2 separate regions of the Danio rerio genome follow, and region 2 is linked to region 1. Evidence: chromatin contacts called from public HiCAR-type data. All regions are on one chromosome and are shown on one strand. The core of a region is the stretch at or near the end of the contact, and the rest is flanking DNA. Distances in the headings are between cores, read along the strand shown.

Region 1 (3,973 bases), core at 1,083-3,582:
AACTTGATGTAATTAGATAACGTCGCTAGTTTACAGTACATGCTTTATCAACAAATCGTCTTTATTCGTTTACTTTTTACTTACCTTGTGGAAAACCGCAGTGAACCTTGGGATCGCAATGAACCTTGGGATCGCGACCATAGACTGTAAAAAATAGATCGCCACATACAATGACCCGAACATCAATAAATCATTTAAAATGAAAAAAATCAGCCAAAAACATTTTTTAAACTTAGTACTTGAAATGTAATATTTTTTAAAGTAAAAAATAAATAATAATAATATGAATGAATCAAAGTTTTATTAGGCATAGTTACCCTAAACTGGGCAACCGAGTATAATTTCACTCATTAAATTTGAAGTAAATGATAACATATTTATAAACACCAACTAATCTCCAATAAAATACATTATGCAGCATTAACACACTATTTAATGTTGACAGTTGAACTCATCTGAGAACTCAGCGCTGATGCAGTTTGACCAATAGCAGAAAGGCGTTAAACTCACCGTGAAGGGATGATAATAAAATTATAAATAAAATAATAAAATAATAAATAAAATTAAATAAAATAAAAATTACATATTTTTAAAATAAGAAAACTGCGATAATAGGCGTAAAATCAGGTTTTAAAAATTACGTTGACATCTATTGGTAATTATACGAGCCTCCAGCGTCTCCCTATGACGCCTCAGGCTCAGGTACATATTCTATAGGGAATCCCTGCACGTCTAAATATGACGCTAAAGGGGTACCCTGTGCGTCAATAACCTACGCCGAGGGTTCCTGACCAAGCGTCAGTATATGACGAGTTGGGAGTGAGAACGTGTTGCAATTACTTGAACTTCTAAGGCAAGACAGGACATAATGAATGAGATCATGCAAAATGTATTTAGAATCAGACAGGGTGGACTTTTTGTAAGCTTCTTGTGGATTCCTGGTCATATGGGAGAAGTAGGTAATGAAGAGGCAGACCAACTTGCAAAGGAAGCATTACAACATAATCAAATAGAAATAAAAATAAAAATAAGTAAGTCAGAGGTAAAAAACATAATTGCAAAAGAAACAGGTAGAATGTGGCAGAGGGAGTGGGATAATGGAGAAAAAGGCAGACATATTCATAATATTCATGGATGTGTGGGTGGTACTAGAAATAAGTTTGGTAATAGAAGGAATGATGTGGTGATAACTAGGTTGCGTGTGGGTCATTGTTTGCTAAACCAGTATAAATTTAGAATAGGGAAGCATAAGACAGGATGATGTTGTGATAAATGCGGGAAAATAGAAACATTAGAACATGTAATTACAGAATGTGTGGCATATGAAAATCAGAGATGTCAATTAGTTCAAGGATTAAGCATTTATGGGATAAAAAATTTACCATTTCAGACCCTATTAGGAAACGGTTCAAATCAAGTTAAAATAATAATGCAATTAATTAATTACTTAAAGGAAACAAAATTGATTAATAGAATTTAAGAATAACTTAACATAACATAAGAAATTAAAAATTTATATCGTATTAAACTGTTTTTTTTCCTCCCCTCCTACTCTTCTTCCTGTTCTCTCTTCCCTTTGGTAATCTCATCCCTCCATTCGTATCATATATCTTTTGTACTCGTGCTTCTCCTACATTATGCGCTCCACACTCCTATCCAGTAGGTGGCGGAAATGCACCATATAAGTTGGTCTGCCAACCGCCATTAACCCCATAAGAAGAAGAACATTAAAACGTCTGGAACTAAGGCGTTTACACGTAAATTATGTTTTAACAATTAATTTACGTGTTCATGCGTTTTTTAAATAGTTTAATGATTTCTCCAACGTGCTATTTAATTTTAAAATGTATAATATAATTTTTTACACAAATCACAATAAATGTTTAAAGTCAATTATCTTGACATGTACTCAGTACATGCTATGACATTTTGAAAGGCCAGACTTCGTTTTCCCCATTAGAAATGCATGCATGAGGTCTGCAGCAATAAATATTTGGTCACATTACTACCTTCTGAGTCTGACTAATACTTGTCTAATAAATCTAATTTCCACCTCATGTATTTGTACTGAGTATTTGTCTTAATTTACCATATACAGTACAGGGTATTTCACAGTTGTTATGCTATGACGAAGTTTCCCCCCTTTTTCCATAAGAATATCTACAATTCCATGAGGGACACGATGGTCTCCAATGAGCAGAGGGATCCGTCTGTTTCCTCACTTCCTCTGTCTCTCTCTTGGCTCGGCTCGAAACTCCTGCGCTGTTAGACGGCCATCTTGGATCTCGTTTTGAAGAGGCGACAAAAGCGGATGTTCGGGTGGAATGGAGCCGTCAACGAGCGCGTTCTCCCCGTGTCACCGAATCCTCTAAACATCCGCTTTATCCGCATCTGCCTTCACCACTGAATGTAACGTTGCCGGACAATCCGTTTGAAGAATCGTTGATGAGCAGATATTCTTTGAGGAAGATCGCAGCGGAGGCCCTGAGAAGTGCAATTTTATTTATCTTTACTTGAACCGGACATCCTAAATATGAAGCAGACAGCGACTTCATGCTTTAAAGTATTTTTTTTAATCGATCTCGTTCGCTATTTATTAGATAGCTTTTAATCGCTAATCAAACGCAGTAACGTCATCGAGCGTCCTGGATATTTTTCCCAAACTTTTAACCACTTTGTTTTTAACTGCAGAAGCAAATCAATGATATTGACCAAGCGTGTTATCGGTCAATCATATATCCCCCTCTTTGTTTCACCGCAAAATCTGCTGCTTAAATTGTGATTGCGATGTCAACAACGAGAGCCCCCCTGCCAACCGTCAATGAACGGAAGGCTGAAAACGTAAGTAGTCTATTTTTGTATTGTATTTGGTTAATAATCGATATTAACTTGCCGACTGACCCAATCATGTGTTGATTAATCACGCATACGTGTTATTTTGATCGTGTCACGTCGCAGAGCAAGTATCAAAACCCAGTGAGCTGCCTAACATAACGTTATATAGACCGCCGATTTGATCAAAATTATGTTGAAGTCTACATTAATTCGACACATTTTGTGCAGCATAAAGGGCAATGTCGCATATCTTAACGTGTTTTTTGTGCTGACAGTGTTTTAAGTGGATTAGGTGTATTGTGCCATTCTTTGGACAGATGGAACACCGGCTGAAGTGACGCATGGGTTCCATTGATAATTTGGCTGCTTTTCTGCTTAATGAGTGCAACATATGCTGTTTTATGCTTGTTGATAGCTAAAATCCTGCACACTTAGTGAGTGACAGTGCGTGGGTTTGCATCTTTAATGCGCCGATAGGAGGCAGTTATTGCGCATTGGCGTCAGTCCGTCCAACAGGTTACTGGTCATACGTCAGCAGTAAGGGAAGGTGACGTAAGCACGCGCTCTACTGCAGGTAAAGCTGCCTGTAGATGTGGCATCAAGTTACAGTATTTGACTTTTCCCTCTGCAAATATTTTATTGTTTATCTAATCTTTTACTGTATCTGTAGTTGGATCATATTTCTTAATATATGGCTGACTATTTCATTGTATGTCGTATTGTGTGCCTGTTCAGTCATCTGGGTGTATGTTTGTCCATCTATTGTTCTATCATTCTGTCTTATGTTTCACATTAGGTTATTGTCTGTCTGTAATTTTATCATAAACTACATGCATGTTTGGTTCTGTCATCTGTGTGTGGTATTGTCTGTCGCCCGCATGCCTAACTGTCATTCTTTGTTTGCTTATTGTGTGTGCATGTGTGTGTGTGAAATTGTCTGTTGCTCTTTTGTGTCTGTCTGTCTGTCTGTGTCTCTGTCAATTTGTTGTTCCCCAATTGTTGTCATCCTATTTCTGTTGTTGTGTCATTCATTTGTCATTTTCTCAGCTGTTTTGTTGTAACTCCTCTTTATCTATCGCCCGTCTGTCTGTCTGTCTGTCTTGTTCTGTCATTTATTTGTCTTTTTATTCTGCTGTCT
Region 2 (3,973 bases), core at 863-3,362, 120 kb after region 1:
CCAGGTGAAAAAAATATATATAATTAAATGCAATTAAAATACACTTAAATTTTTTAAAAATTTATTTGTAATGTTTTGTTGTAGAAGTACATTTTCCCAAAATACTTTTAATACAGTATTTAGCACATTTTTTTTTACAATTTGTATATTCTTTTAATATATTACAATTATACTTTAAATTATTCATAAATATATTTAAATGTTTAAAAGTAGGGTTCAAGTGTATTTCTAGTTGTAACTAAATATATATTTTTTTAAAATACAGATATAGTATGTTAAAAGCACATTTTAGTTCAATTTCAGGGTGTCTCAAAATACCACATTTGAGTACACTTAGATGGTAATAAGTTTATCTTAACATATACTTAATACTATCTTTTAGTACATTATACAAAATTAGTGTGTGAAAATAAAGCACTTTTAGTACTTTATTTAAAAAATATACTTAGTGTACGTAAATTGTACTTTACCACACTTTTTTCACATTTTGTATATTCTTTTAATATATTACTATTATACTTTAAGCCATTCTTAAATATATTTATAAATGTTTAAAATTAGGGTTCAAGCATATTTCTAGTTGTAACTATTTTTTAAAATACAGATATAGTATGTTAAAAGCACATTTTAGTTCAATTTCAGGGTGTCTCAATAGCACAGTTGAGTACACTTAGATGGTATTAAGTTTATCTTAACATATACTTAATACTATCTTTTAGTACATTAATTACAAAATTAGTGTGTGAAAATAGAGCACTTTTAGTACAGTACTAAAAAAGTATAATTATTGTACTTAAAGTGTATTTTAGCACACTGCTTTCACATTTTGTATATTCTTTTAATATATTACTATTATGCTTTAAGCTATTCTTAAATATATTTATAAATGTTTAAAATTAGGGTTCAAGTGTATTTCTAGTTGTAACTAATTTTTTTTTTTTAAATACAGATATAGTATGTTAAAAGCACATTTAGTTCAATGTCAGGTTGTCTCAAAATAGCACAGTTGAGTACACTTAGATGGTAGTAAGTTTATCTTAACATATACTTAATACTATCTTTTAGTACATTAAGTACAAAATTAGTGTGCGAAAATAGAGCACTTTTAGCACATTTCTGAAAAGTGTACTAAGTATACTTAAATAAAGTGCATTTTAGTGCACTTTTTTTTTACCTGGAATATATAGATATATAGATATCTAAACTCTTTTTTTAATTACTGATTTTACTTAATGTAAAGTTGGGAGTTTTAACACCAACCATCATCTGTGACTGCATCTGTGAACAAACTGCAACATTAAAAGCATGCAAAATAAGTAAAAATTAAAAAAATAAGTAAATTACACACACACACACTTCACAAATACTCGTATATTAATGGAGAACAAGATAATATTTTCCTCAGTGAATAAAAAACTGCGGCATTTCAAGATGTGAAAATTATTATGGAAACAAATATATTTGTAAGCAGGTTCTACACTGTAGAATAATGACTGATTTGTTTCATATGTACAAACATCGTTATGTAATATGATTTTTCACCCAAATATTTACTCAAAGGTACTAAACAACTCTCAATCGCTGACAGGAATCTGAATCGGAAGAAAGATTATACTTTGCAAATTCCATTCCAATATCTGTTTGAGGCATAAAGTAACGAAAGCTCAATCTATATTCGACAATTCTGAGCTGTAGAAAGCACAAATCGATGCTACTAAATGGATGACTTATTACAGGGCGTCTACTGGACGGGATTACTTTAGCGAAAGAGTGAGCTGTCACTTATGAGTGACACGAGCTCTCTTCAAGAAGAAAATTGTTCCGAAAAATTACAAAGCATCGTTCTCAAAAATTAATCTCGTGTACTAAATTCATCTCAATCCATGCGTTAAATGGCCTTGAAACAAAGATCCACGGCAAGCCTATACAGTAAGTCTACACAGCCGTTATTATTGTATTTTTACAAAGTAAATTTAAACTGCTCGCTTAAGCAGGAATAAAAACTTCCCTATAAAGACTTACCGAGGGGCGCAGGAACTAGGTGGAAGACTGTGGTGAGACAAAGATTGCTATTTTCCGTGCTATTTTTCCGGTAGGAGTGAGGTGTGTGGCGTCTGTTCGCTCTCCTGCACTAAATCTTGATGAAGCGCTGGTTTTATAGTAAAGGAAAGCCACTCCCATTGGCAGCTTTTTACAGTGCATTCATTCCATAGGAAGAAGTTTCACAGCTCTCAACATATTTATATACATCATGTATATAATGCATGTTTGATTAATGATTGAATAAAGTTTATATTTTAGTTAAGTGAATTTTTTGTGTTTGATTTTGCTTTGGTAAACCTGTTAAAATTATATTTAACTATAAGTATTATGGTAAAAGTACTAATTACTAAAGTACTTTTTATACTAAAAGTTAAATAAAACTTATATTGGAAGCGTCAACACATCTAAACTTAATAGGGTAACATTTCTGAGTATTATACAGCGTATTACTTGATGAAAGCATACTTAGGCTTGTTATTGGGGTTTTAGGGATGGAAAAAAACTTTAGCGGAATCTTTTCTAAAGTTACCACCATCACAAGCAAGCACACATTTTGTTCATTATCACAAGCTTTTAGCGACATAATTTTATTTTATTTTATTTTATTTATTTTAGTTTCTTATTGGAAATACAAAATCCAAATACAACAAAATAGCATTCATCCTAACAAATTGTGTATCACACATAAAGCTCAACACAAAAAAATTACAAAAAAGTAAATTACAAAAATCATCCAATGTAAAATCAAATTAAAAGTGAAAAAAAAACATAAAACAGAAATCAATATAAAACATTTATCGGCTATGGCAAGATGATACAAATACATGTAATATTTTTAATGAACTTTTTCTTATCATTTTAGCCAGGTTATCCGGAAAAATTTTAAGTTCTTTTATAAAGACATTGTGTAGTGGAGGGATTTTGAAATATCTGCATTTATGAATAAAATATTTGTCTAATACAGTGATAATATTTATAAAATCGTGCAAAACAGAACAATATTTAGTAATTCCATATAGTACATCGTGTAATGTGAAAGTCAAACCTTTAGCATCCACATTCTTTATTATCAACCAGTCTTACACTTTTTCCTAAAACGATTGAACGGAGCTACAACTACAAAATATGTGTTCTGTGTCTTCAATTAAGTGTTTACACAAATGATACATTTTCAAAATTACATTTCAAGTGTAAAACCCATTAGAAGGCTATATTCAATTTAATATTTTAAATTGTACTTTTTGCCTTGGGGAGAATTGGAAATTTAAGATATGTCGTTCTGAAATGTTTAACAGTATTTTTATCCAATGAATTAAATAATTTATTTTGTAATACTTGATGGGGGTGGGGGGTTCAAGATTGGATAATAATTCGTCTTAAATGTTTATTATTGCAAGGTTTGTTATCAACTTCAATCCAATATACAATAAGGGAAGTATTGGAATAATTTTCAAATAAGATAGGAAACCTTTCATTAACATTTTTATACCTGAGGGTATTGCATTAATAAAAGTGAAAAACTGCTTTGGGTGACAAGCAATGGTGACAAGTCGTGTCTTAAAGTGAAAGTATTATCACTAGAAAATTGCCACTGCCATATATTATGCCTGTTACTGACCAAATATTTTTATTAAAACATTCCTACTAAAAATGGATTTGTTCCCATGTAGAATATACTTGTTTTTGCATATAGGGGTATTTTGGGGTGTAAAAATGTGTGTGCGCTTGTTTCCAAAACAAGACTTGTTGGTGGAATGCTGAAAGCTTCACTGGGAGTTTGGGAAAGTCAAAATCACATCTGAGAAAAATTCGGATGCTTCCCAGTTTGTTAAGGCAAGATAAACTGTAACGTTACCAGAAACTCTTCTCAGTTATGCGACATAACCTTACGCTGTTCCTTTAAAACCCTTACATCATTTTCCTGAGACTG

Evidence for each region. HiCAR-type assays count read pairs that join an accessible place to other places.
Region 2: a contact with region 1 is called in a HiCAR-type map of caudal fin, with 3 times the contacts expected there. The contact joins the promoter of ckba here to the promoter of mark3a in region 1. A contact is called at or near these places in 2 of 4 datasets of contacts at active chromatin or transcription factors (caudal fin and embryo).

What each region holds. Positions count from the first base shown.
Region 1 is chr13:17,558,156-17,562,128 of GRCz12tu, forward strand. It overlaps mark3a (MAP/microtubule affinity-regulating kinase 3a), which reads left to right and starts at 2,333. Exons shown (of 16, transcript NM_199885.1): 1 at 2,333-2,841. The coding sequence starts at 2,788.
Region 2 is chr13:17,677,824-17,681,796 of GRCz12tu, forward strand. ckba (creatine kinase, brain a) reads right to left here and starts at 2,113. Exons shown (of 8, transcript NM_001077163.1): 1 at 2,023-2,113.